Regions from separate parts of the Sus scrofa genome. Here region 1 is linked to region 2. The links are chromatin contacts, called in public Hi-C maps. All regions are on one chromosome and are shown on one strand. Each heading gives the region's core, a stretch centred on a gene start, on an enhancer-like site or on the middle of the called end of the contact. The rest is flanking DNA. Distances are from core to core; before and after follow the strand shown.

The links. Hi-C and Micro-C count contacts between places; a contact is called where the count stands out from the background.
Region 1: a contact with region 2 is called in a Hi-C map of omental adipose tissue, with 1.7 times the contacts expected there. The contact joins two enhancer-like sites. A contact is called at or near these places in 8 of 47 Hi-C or Micro-C datasets (alveolar macrophages, heart right ventricle, mesenteric adipose tissue and 4 more) and 1 of 2 datasets of contacts at active chromatin or transcription factors (skeletal muscle).

What each region holds. Positions count from the first base shown.
Region 1 is chr8:86,891,886-86,898,601 of Sscrofa11.1, reverse strand. The region is part of intron 1 of MAML3 (mastermind-like protein 3); the gene reads right to left. Among named protein-coding and RNA genes, the nearest start is that of MAML3, 16 kb to the right of the region's middle. Within about 2 kb of position 5,416, at least 19 of the 83 cell types and tissues checked have an H3K27ac peak or open chromatin away from gene starts, as enhancers often do. A contact at or near this core is called in omental adipose tissue, where this site is marked.
Region 2 is chr8:86,798,802-86,805,788 of Sscrofa11.1, reverse strand. All of the region lies in intron 3 of LOC110262151 (a long non-coding RNA gene), which reads right to left. Among named protein-coding and RNA genes, the nearest start is that of MAML3, 77 kb to the left of the region's middle. Within about 2 kb of position 5,423, at least 34 of the 83 cell types and tissues checked have an H3K27ac peak or open chromatin away from gene starts, as enhancers often do. A contact at or near this core is called in omental adipose tissue, where this site is marked.

The DNA.
Region 1 (6,716 bases), core at 4,167-6,666, 93 kb before region 2:
GTGCAACCATAAAAAGAAAAAAGAAAAAAAAAAAAAACCTAATTCAATGGAAACAAGGATACTTTGTCCATTCAAATGTTCACCTTTTTCTTGCTTTTTAGGGCGCACCCTTGGCACATGAAGTTCCCAGGCTAGGGGTCTAATCAGACCTATAGCTGCTGGCCTACGCCACAGCCACAGCAACACCAAATCTGAGCCATGTCTGCGACCTACACCCCAGCTCACAGCACTGCCGAATCCCTAACCCACTGAGCAAGGCCAGGGATCAAACCCACAACCTCATGGTTCCTAGTCAGACTCGTATCCACTGCGCCATGACAGGAGCTCCGAGGTGTTCACCTATTCTTAACACCCCAAATGTCTTATCATTTCTTAACTTTGCCCCTTCCCCTGTCTCCTGCTTTCCTTTCTAGCTGTTCCCCTATTTGTCCACTCCCCCCCAACTTTCTCTACCAGCTTTCCCTCAGGGTATGGGAGAGGCTGGAATAGTTGTAGCAAAGCCTCTAGGAGTGGCTGTGGTTGGCTCCTTGGTGTTCAGGGCACAGAAAAGAAAGAGCCAAGTGTTTTTCTTCCATCTCATCAAGGGAGAGAAGGTAAAAAGACTGCTCCCCCAACTCAAGAAACTCATGAAAGTAAAAGTCAAATACCTCTCCCCTGACAGTAACTGGTGAAAACAACTATCAAGAAAGATTGAAAGGATGTTCACACCATCAAGGAGCTTCTACAACCCCACCAGCAAGTAAACAGCAAAGGGACCCTACCCGTTCCTCCCAATGCTCTGAATCATCCAGAGCCGGGCATCAACTCTCGCGCCCAGAGTGCTACAGCCAGTGCCCGGCCACTTGCAGCACATTTGTGACAGATCTATTTTCTTCCACTTCAAACAATTTTCTTTTCAAGGCCAGGGATCCCAGTGTAAAACGAAGGCTTGGAAAAAAAACACCAGTTCCCCAAGAAGAGCATTCAAACATAATCTCTGATTAGTCATTAGCAGAACATTGCAGAAATAAATAAATATACATACACATACATATGTATGTCTTTTTCCAGGAGATTCGGCCTTGGGAATGACATCTGTTCATGAGAAAAAGAAATGTCCTCATCCCAACAGCCGAACACAGCCTTTACGGCTGTTCTGCAAAAAAGGGGGTAAAAAAGTCCCAAGGAGATCAAGAATAGGGCGCCATTTGGTGCTCCCAATCGAGTACCAGCACCACCCATGTTCTCCTTTCAGCTCCTGAAATAAAAATATTCTCACGCACGCAGAGCACAATAGCACGGGCTACTGCCCTCCCTCACGGAGTGTGATTCTCTCGGAGGCTTGCCTTCTGCTCTGTTTGCAGGCACCACTCTCCCAAGGCCAGGGGGCCCTTCTGCATCTTCCCTTACACTTCGGATCAAGAGGAAAGGGACCAGAATGAGTGACCCTGCCTCCACAGAGGTTGATGTCATCAAGGATTCAGGATGACTGCCCAACGCCGGCCGAGGTGGGGCAGAGTCATGGGGCGGCCAAGGAGCCCCTTCTAAGGAAAGTGGAGTTAATCAGTCTTTTTATGCACACACACATGCCAGCTTCACACATTTGAAAAATAAACCCATGCTAAGCAAAGGGCCTATTTTAGCATCATCTTATAAAAACTAGATAGACGGGTAGCAGCAGCCCTCCTTTGGAGCAATAACACTGGCCCTCACTTCCTTGCTGGTTTTAGCTTGTCCAGCCTTAAGAATGAAGAGGGAATTGCAAAGTGCTTCTGAAAAGAGCTAAAAACAAAACAAACGATGATCACTCTCCCAAGAAGGACTGGGCTCTGATGAATTAATGCATCCGTAATAATTCCTCGGCATTCCTGCAGAAAATGTCCCTTTGGTAATGTAGCCCCTGGGCTGCTGTGGGAAAAAGATCCCAGTTTCTCCTTGCTGAACAAATGATCTGATTAGTGTCCAAAATAAGGAGGCGTGCACGCTCCCCAAGCCTGAGCTTTTCCGAGTGGCCTGAGTCAGCCACCGTACAGCACGGCTTGGCCTGGAGCCAAGAGCCCTCCTGCCAAGGAGACTACAAGTTTCTGAAGAGCCACCACAGGCCCGATGCCGGGAGAGTCACCCAAACAAAAGCCGGCCACCAAGTTCAACAACTGGCTTGCAATGCACCATATGCTCCACAATATTGTCCTGCTGCAGCAAGGGGCCTGTGCGCGGGTTCCCGCGTGCTGCACAGCTGTCAGCCCAGGAGCCGTTTTATCATGATTTCCACTGTTTTATTACTTTTCTGGGAATTCAAATCAGTGTAACCGCGCTTGATGCACCGGGTGAAAAATGGTGTCTCCCTCCCCCTCCTCCTTCAACCTAATGAATTGCCTTTTTTCATATCAAAGAGTAATGAGCACCAAACCACATAATATTTATTCATGGAACAAAAGACAGAGGAATGGAGGGGGTGGGGGAGGCAGAGGCAGCTCCTGGGTGTGGAGGGAAGAAAAGCTGGACGTTTTAAAGGCGTTCTTCACTCTGATCCCCAGCGACGGTGGGTTCCGTGCACAGGGAAATGCAAACCCTTCCGCTCTCCCCAGTCCCTTGGAGCCCACTTTCCAGCTAGACAGACCCTGGTCTGTGCCCAGAGATCCTGCTGCCAAGACTGTCGGTAACCAAACGTAAGGCACCCCCTAGACCTGACGGTGAGCTGTCTACACATTTTCTTTCTGAGTAAACTTTCCCCAAAGCCTCCTCTCTTCTGTCTCATGAGCGTTAAAACAGTATATTGCAGAACAGTCTAGATAGAGCCCTTTTTTCCTGGCATCATCCTGACCTCCATTGTGGACGGGGCATGACTGGCCCAGGGAGAACGAGCCGGAGAAACCATGGCGACCCCGGAGCCTTATCTGCTCCTTTCTTTTACGTAGATGACCTAATTTTTACCTGTTCCCCCTCCCTTCTTGCCATAGTCAATCTCTCGCACTCTGTTCCACAAGTTTTCGATCCAGAAAACAGAAAATAAATATACAATCAGACAACAGGAGGAATAACCTCACCCAACCCCTGGTCCATATCCTTCTTTCTAGACACTGAGACAGTTTAATTGTCCCCTTGGCAAAGAATCCCTAAATTGGGAGGGGGCAAGAAGGACAACTAAGCCAAATTAATGCTGAGTGAACCATGTTTCTTGAAGGACAACTCCCCCTCTGGGCGCAAGGCACCAAAGCGAAAGGAAAACTCTAAGGTAAGATGGCTATTAAACAAAGGTCCCTCCAAGACGATACATGCTCATGCTAAGAGAGATTAAAAGGCGCTGAGAACAACATAAGGAATTTTTAACACCAGTGGCTGAGTTGCTATTTCTTCCTCTGATATCATCACTCAGTATCTTTAATTTCTCCATTTAAAATTCTGTGTTGGCGTTTCCCCTGTGGGGCAGTGGGTGAAGGATCCTGAGTTGTCTCAGCATCGGCTCAGGCCGCTGCAAACCCAAAGGTTCACTGCCACCCAGCACCGGTGGGTTAAGGATCTGGCATTACCTCAGCTGTGGTGTCCGTCGCAGCTGCAGCTTGGACTTCATCCCTGGCCTGGGAACCTCCATATGCCAGAGGTGCAGCCAAAACAGAAAAAAAATTCTACGTTTTATACACACCACTATATATAAAATAAAAGGCAATTACCCACTGTATAGCACAGGGAACTATAGTCAATATCTTGTAATAGCCTGTAAATGGAAAAGAACCTGAAAAAGAATATATATGCATATATTTATACATGTGTATGTAAATATATAACAATCATTTTGCTATACCCCAGAAACTAACACAATGATGCAAATTAGCTATTCTTCAATTTTAAAAGCGGTTAAAAAATTCTGTGTTGAGGAGTTCCCATCATGGCTCAATGGTTAATAAATCCAACTAGGAACCATGAGGTTGTGGTTCGATCCCTGGCCTCGCTCAGTGGGTTGAGGATCCGTGAGCCGTGGTGTAGGTTGCAGACGTGGCTCGGATCCTGAGTTGCTGTGGCTGTGGTGTAGGCCGGCAGCTACAGCTCCAATTAGACCCGTAGCCTGGGAACCTCCATGTGCTGTGAATGCGGCCAGTAAAAAAAAAAAAAAAAAAAGATTTTTTTTTAAACTATGACAGATATATTTAAGTTCTTCAAAATCACACAGTAATGCACTTCTTCCTCTAACCTGGGCCACCAAGATGGTTGTGAATTTTAACATTGAAGAATTTACCCGGACAATTCCCCTCAAACCTTGTATTAGACTCCCTTGCTTAAGCAACCCTCTTGCTTCCTCCTTGTACAGTCTCATTTCTGTAAGTCTGTCAAAGCTAATTATCTCTCTTCTCAAATGTATTGCTCTTCAGTGCATCATCAACACATATATTACAAAAAGTTGAAGAAAACAGTGACGTGTGCGTTACACTGTGAAGGAAAAGACAGACATAAATAATTATTCAGAGTATCCACTCTCGGTTAATAGAGGCATGAAAATGGCATTAGGAAGAAGGGACGGGATACCAAAGCCAGCCAGTCCCCTCCCCCTTCCATATATGGTTGTCCTCACCCCCACCAGCCAATACCAGAAACTCCTACACCATCACTTCAGGGTAGCGAGGGAAGCAAAATTCTTAGCTTGGCAATCCTTTGACATTCCAGGCCGCAGATAAACACAGAGCCTACCAAACCGGTAACACAGACAACTGGCACCTCGGCAGAGGGAACAAAGCCACGATTCTCCCGGGCACACACTATCATTAGGCTCCTTTCCTTGAAACTATTGTTACATATTTCCCAGTGTTCCAACTTCAATCTCAGACCCAGACCACAAACGTCAAGGTAAAAAAAGGCCCCTGAATGATTTATATCAGTCCTTTCACTCTAAAAACAGGATCAAATGTGGGGGGGGGTCCATTTGAATTTCAATAGCCAGGGTGCCAAATATCCCAGCTTCTGGAGGTTCACCCAACTTTGCCACCCTCCAGGTTACCACCATGACAAGGTCCAAGTTCATCACAGGCTCCAGACTAACTCCACTCTAACACATACCATCTGCCAAAGAGTTTTTTTTTTCCAATATGGTTAGTCCTTGTTGTGACAGTTTTTTTCAACTATCCCTTCCATAGGTTCTGAGAAGGAAGCAGCATGAAATCCAAATCTGATGTCATTGTTTCCATGCTTCATTGAAGAAAACGAACGTGTTTTTAAAAATCCAATAGCAGCTGCAAACCCTTTAGGAATTCCCAGTTAAACTGCAAAGTACGTTCTCAACCATTTAGCCGTAACAACTTTCTAAACTGAGAAAGTTACTCCTTTAGAGAAACCACCCTGTTTACCCAACATCAGAGCGTCTCCTGGGGAAGGGGCTACTGCAGGATGTGAAGAGAATGTTACACCCGGGAGGCGCTGATCTGCACACACCACTGTGAGGAAATACCTGAAGTGATTAAAGATAACACCACCTGCACGCGCTGCAAAGGCGTCCCCTGCTACAGCTACATCTCTGCTCCCGGAGGCAGGGAGGAAGGAGGGACCAAAATGCCACAGTGGATTAGAACTGGGGACAAAAGGAGCACAGAATAGAAGATAGGAGCAGGCACGGGGGAGGTATGTTCTACCCGCAGGGCACTCCGGTATTGTGAGCACTCAGCCACTCCGAAGCCAAAACTCAGGGATGAACAATTAAAACAGTTGTATTTCTTTAGTCTCCAGGAAATTTTGTCGGCTCTGACAGAGGTCCGATTTCTTTGCATAAATGTTAACATCAACCTCAGAATCGCCTTGGTATGAATTTATCTCCGAGGTTATTAAACTCTCTTCAAAAAGAATGAGTCTGAAACCCTCACTTTTTGTAACACGTGTTTTTTTAAAAACTCCATAATAAGTTAAGACTTGATTCTCATCATGTATTCCCTGGAACAAATCATGTCGGGACTCTTTCAAAAAAGAAATGGAAAATGCTTTCCAAAAGGAATTAGAACTAGAAGTTTACTGCAGCCTAGCTGCAATCTCACCAGCCTTTGGAAAACAGTTTTAATCTAATAACTATAATCAGGAGCTATGAAATAACGAATATTAAAAACCGAGAATCATTTATCTGTCCACAGTCAATGCAAAGGTACATGTTATACTTGATGCTAAATGCTAGGCAGTCGTCCACCTTGTAAATACGTGAAAGTCGCCCTTCAATGAACATTCCAGGGCTAGAAGATAAAAGAAACAGATCCAGGAAAAATCCGAAGCAAACGCAAAAAAAGTCAGATGACACTGCTCAGAGGGACAGTAGACTGGCAAAAACGAAACTTCACTGTTTCAACTTGGCTGTCAGCAGGAAGAGTCACAGATTGAAGTTGCACGGCGTGACCAGCGCAGCAACTTTAAGGATGTCTTCGACGATCGGCCTGGCTGGCCTAGTTTCAAGATTAGAAGTAAGGTTCTTATTTTATGTGCCCAACCAACTCTTGCTATTTAAGCTACTGAAGCAGAACATACCTAGCTGTCTTTAGACCGAGGTCCCCTCCCCTAAAGGCTGCACTGAGCACACAGCTGCATTAGCTGAGCTGGCCAAAGGAGCTTTTCTCACTAAGATGCTATGCGGTGCAGCTAAATGGCAGAAAATGGCTGCTGCTAATCAGTTTCTAGGCCATCAATTGAAGCAGAACGCCTGCTTTACTGGACTCACTTGGGAGAGAATGACCTCTAAAGTTTAGGCTAATCACCTACATCTCTGCCCTTGG
Region 2 (6,987 bases), core at 4,174-6,673:
CTTCTTGTGCAATCATTGCTTTACCAGGAGACGGCCATGTATTCTGCTACAATAGAAGACTGCTGGAAGTCCATGAGAGCTGTCGTAACATTTTCATATATTTTCCTTCTGTTGTAGCCCTGTTGTACATTCTTGGTACTCTACAGAACAAGGAATGGTAGCCACAGCTCTCTAAGTAGTTTCTTCCATTTCAGCTTGAAAATTTCCTCACAGGTGCAGGCCTGTGATCATAATTCAGGATTCCAGCTTCCTGCTCAGAAAAAATTCATATTTTTAGCCTAAAGTGGCATGGATGCTTCAAAAAGTAGAACATTCCTGCTTGTGAAGAGACGGAAGCACAAGGTGATTGGCTGTTTAGAGGGAGTGCTATGAGGGGATTTAAGAACTGGTTGGGTGGCCAGGCTAAATTACCCAATCAAACCCTGACAGGCTATGATTTAGCATGTTCTCTAGTCTGCAAGGTTCGGTATTCATAATGTTCAACTCTTTGAACACACCACACTTTTTTTCTTTTTAGGGTTGTTGCCCACCTGGTGTTTTTTTTCCTGGAATGTCAACACATGGCTAAAGCTGACCTCTCCGCTTGCTCAGATGTGGATTTAGATGGCTTCTTCTTAGAGAGGCCATGTCTAACCCCTCTGTCTATGGAGATAGACTACGTTGTTTTCTATCTCTGAATGCACTTCATCCCCCCCCCCCGAAATGTATGCAGCGAGTGGGCAGATCTACACTTGTGTGTGGGTTGGTCGTCGGCAGACTGTAAGGGGGACTACATTTCTGTTTTATTCATTAATGTCATATCTGGACTCAGCACATAACAGGCATTTAAATAACTGCCGAATGACTGAATGAATATTAAAATCAGATTAGAGTCACTTACAGAATCTAACTGCACACCTTTGGAGCTGGAAGATGTGCTCACAGACACTCTACGCCATGGTCTACCAGCGAAGTATAAATATCCTCTGTTTCTTGTTTTCCTTACTCTACAAGGTTGATGGCTGAGCTAGGAAAATTCTAAGCGCTATCTAGCTATTTTTGATTAGGTTGCACGTTGGGACCTGTGTACTGCACCATCAGAAATCCCAGCCAAAGGGGAAAAAAAATGGTTTTTTTTTTGTTTTTGAAACAATATCCCGGGCTTAGATATATATGGAGAGTCTATCAGTTTCTTTCCAGATGGTTTGGAATCACCTGATCATCCTTCAGTCTCCACACATCCCCAGCTTGTCTGAATGCAGTGGGTGTATCCCTGAGGTCTTTCTCTGGCCCGGTGGGTGGACAACGACACTGCTGATCGGACCTGTGGTCACCAGGGTGACCTCTCCAGGCAGGGGCTGGTCACAGTGAATATGATAGGACCAAAGTAGAAGGCACTGATGACCAGATGCCTCAGGAACAAAAAGAGAGGGAAGCAGGGTCCTGAAAATAGAAAGCACATCAAAAAATAGATGACGAGTTGATAATGCCTTGAGGCCTTTGTTCAGGAACCCTCTGGTACTATAAAGGGAAAAGTGACAGTGCCGTATTCTTCTGTGAAGTGTAAGTCGGTTTTTCTTCAAGAGTTCTTCCCAAAGAAGGCCTTGTGGGTTGTGGCTAACTCCATTTTCCATTTTTATCTGGATTTGTTCTTTAACGCAAATGTTACTCTTTTGCCAAGGATTTGCTGTATCATCACGTTAACAATAAGCTAAACAAACTTGACAAAAATTCACTGAAAACAGTACGTGTGGTAACTGCATATTCTGGTCCTAGGTATTCCTTTTTATTCTCAATTAAAAAGCAGTTCCCGCAGTTGTGTATGCTGTATCATTTGTTCACCTTAAATAAATACTTTTCAATCTAAAAATACAGCAGAAATAAAACTTTCTGAAAAAAATAAAAAGCTGAAACTTAGAATCACATCAAAAATAAGAAATGGATTTTTAGGGGATCAGGATGGTTTTTAAGAGGTTGTGGTTTCCGGACAAGCCAGCTCTGTTAGGGCCCTAGATCCAGGGAATTGAAGGGGTCTAACAAAACAGGCAGCCCCAGACCTCTAGCTGAATGGAACAGATGCCCAGGAGAATAGTTTGGATTTGCTTAGACCTAGCAGAACTCTGAGTTGACTAGACTCATTAGCAGGAAAGAATACAATTTCAAGTAGCATTTGGTTGCCTCAAGACTATTACCTAGCAATTCCTTTCAATTCACCCTGCTTGAAATACACACGTGATTCTTAACTGTGACACACAGTAAACACGTGTGGGACCTCTACTAGAGGTGATGCCCTGGTATATTTGCCACTTTTAGGAGCATGGGCTCAGCTGCACACTTTTCTCTCCAGATGACCAACAAAAATGACCGGGGACGCTTCAGGAAGAGGCTTTAGTTTTCATACCTGATCCATGGAGGAGCCTGGCTCTGAGCCCTTCAGGACATGGTAACCTGTCTCCTCTCACCTGACCTCCAGGCTTTTCAGCAGCTGGCTCCACACAAGAGTGAAAGATCTGACACAATCTCTTTTTCTGTGCTCACACTCCTGCCCCCCCCCCGCCCCCCACTGCTGATACTGAAGCCAACACATCAGAACAGACACACTCACGACAAGACCAAAAAGCGGTGACAGTGCTGGCAATTTTATACCTGGGCCAAGTGCCAGAAGTGGCTCAGGGGAGGAGGAGTGGAGGGGGTGGGGGAGGAATGCCCTGCTCTCAACCCTTTTCAAAACCTAACGTTAGGGCTACTATTAACTCAGCGCTGTGGGCAGACTCTAGCTTAAGTTTTTTTTCCCAGAACCATTGGAGGTGGGGCCTTCAAGGGAGGTCAAGAAGGGGTCTTTTCGTCCCCGGGCATGTAAATGGATCCAGCAGAGCTGATCAGGTGAATGGATAGGACTGTCACTACTAGGCCCACTTGGGCCAGTGGAAGCCCCCTGGCTCTTTTGAGCATTGCTAGCCATCTATACACCTAAGACAGGCCTACGTGCTTTTTGTCTTTTGTCTTTTTAGGGCTGCACCAGTGGCATATGAAGGTTCCCAGGCTAGGGGTCGAATCAGAGCTATAGCTGCCAGCCTGCACCACAGCTACAGCAAGGCCAGATCCGAGCCGTGTCTGTGACCTACACCACAGCTCAGGGCAATGCCGGATCCTTAACCAACTGAGCGAGGGGCGAGGCCAGGGATCGAACCCGCAACCTCATGGTTCTTAGTTGAATTCGTTTCCGCTGTACCACAATGGGAACTCCAGGCTTACATGCTTTTTATCTCAGAGTTTTCTACGAATCAGGAATTCAGGAGTGGCTTAAGGGTGTGTTTTTGGTTCAGGGTCTCTCATGAGGTCAAGATATCGGCCAGGACTACAGTCATCTGAAGGCTTGATTGGGGCCAGGGAACCCAGTTCATCCAAGAGGATTTGCTCACAGGGCTGGGAGGCTGGTGCCAGCTGATGGCAGAAGGTCTCAGCTCCTTGATGCACAGACCACTCTGAATAGCCACTTAAGTGCTCTCTTGGCATTGGTGGCCAGCTTCCCCACAGTAAGTGATACAGGAGAGAGCAAAATGAAAGTCACAATGTCTTCTATGTGCCGGTCTTGTAGGTCACACACTGATTTTGCAATATACCCTTGGTTGCACAGGCCAGCCCTGCTTAACAGGGAGGGGACGACACTAGGGCATGAATATCAGGAGGCAAGAGTCCTGGGGGGCCACCGTGGAGGTTGGCTACCAAGGCTGCCTACTGTGCTCCTGGGAAGGTCTTCCCAATACCTGAGCTTCTCCCAAAAGTTACACAAATCTGATGCACATTGAAATGCCCAAGTGTCCTTTTAGAGAAGCATCAACAGTTCCTGACCTGCCTGCCTCAGGTAGGAGTGGCTCAGTGTCATGCCCTGCCTACCACACCTCTGCTTGGGGTAGCACCACACATGCGACAAATACTGCGAGTCACTGACCATCCAGGTACACACCATGGCTTCGAATGCAACTTTAAAGCAAGGCCCACCCCTAGAGAACCTTCCAGATGGAGTATTGCTCTAAAATGGGCAGCTGGTAGCCCCAAAGCATTAATAAGCCTAGTTAAGCGCCTTAGTTATACCTGTGTGGCTCTGGGGAGAATGTGCCCTCACTGGATTGATTTCTGCTCTTTTCTGGGAGGGAAATAAAGTTTGCTGACTAGGGAGTAGAAGAGCTAATTATTAGTCATTTGTGGGTTCAACTTGTTGGGTATCTCTATAAGTTCCAGTGATCATTCATTATGTTCTGCAAAATAATCTAACCCAATTCCAATGGTAAACTTAAAAATTTACTGAACAGCTATTACATGCTGGGCTGTTTATATACATTAGCTCCTTTCATCTTTATAGGAAGGTTTAGATAGGTCTCATGACCACCATTTTATAGAGCAGCAAACTGCAGCCCAGGGAAATGAAATAGCATATCCCCAAACTTCCCAGCTAGCACATGGGGAGTCAGAATTCCAACCTGGGCGCGTCTGACTCCAAAGCCCATGTTTATACACTGTCTCAGAACTTTCCAATGGAGAGGGGAAAACATGTATATGCAAGGGAGAGGAAGGAGAGGAGAAGGGCCTAACACAGCCCAGCCCAGCCTCAGGGGCCGGAAGAGGGATGGTGGCCGCGGGCTGCAGAAGGATGGCTGGGATCTTCTGTTGGGAGTGACCAGTCTGAGGATGTTCTGGGCTCTCCTCTTGGCCCCCTTCTCAGTCTAGGCAACAGTGATGCGAGATCTGTCTCAAGGGCAGCAAACTGCATCCCTTTCCCCTGCCTCTCCAAGGAGTCAGGTTGTTAATAACAACAGTTACTCCAGCCTGGTCTCCTACTAAGTTAAGTACCACTTTTAAAAAATCCTCGCTACATTCCTAAAAGTATTACTGCCGATTTGTATAGCCTGGGAGATGGAAGCTTGGGGAACATCCCCAAGGTCACAAAACCCCAGGTGTCAATGCTCACGTTTCAACCCAGGCTTCTGATTTTAGAGCCATCAAAAACCTTAACACCACGTTCTACTGGACAGAGGTTGGGGGTCGGAGGACCGCGTGGCCCTTTCACTGTCACCTGACATGGCTAGCCGGTGAACGTAAGGGGTAGGATCTGCCCGACTCCTGCAAGGAGGCTTGCTGATGGCACCAGACAGGCCCAGGCAGACACATGGGATCTTCCTGCTTTGAAGCTCACCAGATCTTGCTGCTTGGGGACCTGGCCCGCCCCAGGGCTTGTCCCTGGCGTTGGCATTACCTCAGTCAGAACGCAGCCCCACGCCTGGCTGGACAGCGTTTGGGGTAGGCTTGGGCTCTGATGCCTGGGATGAGCGAGCTGAGGAGGAAGACATCCAGGCTTAGGCAGGCGCCAGGCACCGGGGAGTGGGGCTCTGCACCGAGATCACTATCCCCACCCTCCAGCGTCTGTCTGCTCCTTTGGCCGCAGCCCTGGCGGAGCAGAGCAGAGGGATGGTGGGCGATGGAGGGAGCGCCCTGCTCCTGGGCCCCTGGGACCTGGAGGCTTTTGTGTATTCGGAACCAGATTCCCCGCCTCCCATTCCCGCTTTCTTTTCCCCTAACCGAAGTCCCAGTAGAGTATCCAGCAATTAGCACGCTAGGAGCGGGTGGAAGACGGCGGCGGGCGGGCGTGGGGGCGGCGAGACCCCTCCCACCGGGATCTGTGCAGCGCCCCCGCCTGCGCTGCCTTCGTGCGCCACCTACCGGCTGCTCACGGCTGCTGCGAGCCCGCCAGCGCTGTTCCTAGGCAGATCTTGATCTCCGTGGACAATAGACAATGGGAATTTTTTTTAAACAATGATTTATTTTGGGGGGTGGGGATACGGAGAAAGGAGGGAGGAAGCAGCAGTGTGTTTGTCATCGCTTTAGAAAAAAATCTCTGTTCTATCATTGTTTCTGCATATCCATTATATTGAAGACAAAAGAATCCCGTTCTGGAACAACAAAGCCAAGGGAAATGTTTTCTGTGGCTGACATTTAATTGCGTGCACAAGGTGCTACATTATCATGGGGAGAGATTGTAAAAAGGATAGGGCGCAGCTTCGGTTCAAAAGCCTGACTTTTTCTGCTTTAAGCTGTGGTCTTTCTTACATGAGCCCGGTTTTATATTGCCTCATATACCTCTGCTCACGTTATGCACACACAATTCTACGTTTCTGTGTAGTTTCCCATCCCATCGTAAGGATTCCTTGTGGATTATTTTCACACCACCTCCAAACTGTGTTCTTTTACAGCTAACAGAGATAATTATGCTTCCTTTCACAACCTCCCTACACATTCCTTACGAAAAGGATCTTAATTTTCAGGAACTGTTTAGGAGCCTTGGAGAACTCTTAGTCCAGCCCCCTTGTTTTACACATGAAAGAGGAAGAATGCCTTGTCCAAAGGCACACAAATTATTAGAGATGGAGCCAGGACCCTGGCATCCGGAGCCCTGGTTTCTATTATGACCTGCTGTTTGATGTCTTGACTGGCTTGCCCTCGTGGTGGCCTCCGTTCTGGCTGGAGAAACCCTCACACAGAGAGCTGTGTGCACAAAATGGGTGATAACTCAGGATGGGGGTGGGGTGGGCAGAAGCTTCCTTGATGGTGGCAGCCTTTTTATTCCCTTTTTACCCACTGCCCTCTGTACAGGGTACAGAGAAGCAGGGGGTTGGGGGGTGGGGCAAGTGAACGTCATTTTAATCCATTGATTTTTGCTATTTTGCTGTGATAGGTTAATATGTAAAACCTATGCAATTATCCACAACTTTGCTGAAAATGCTTTTCCTGGGATACAGAGCTTGAGCACCCATGCCCACCCCCAGTGCCAACCTGGCTCTTATCTTATATGGAACCTGTTCTCAGTGGTCCCTTGACAAGGTGGTTTGCCCTTGGGCACTTGAATAAGACTTCCTCTTAGGTTCATGAACAGTCCTTGGGGAGATGCCGCTAGCTGATCATGCTCTAGAACAGACATTTTTCTTCTGCCGCCTTCCAAAACACGCTACAGCA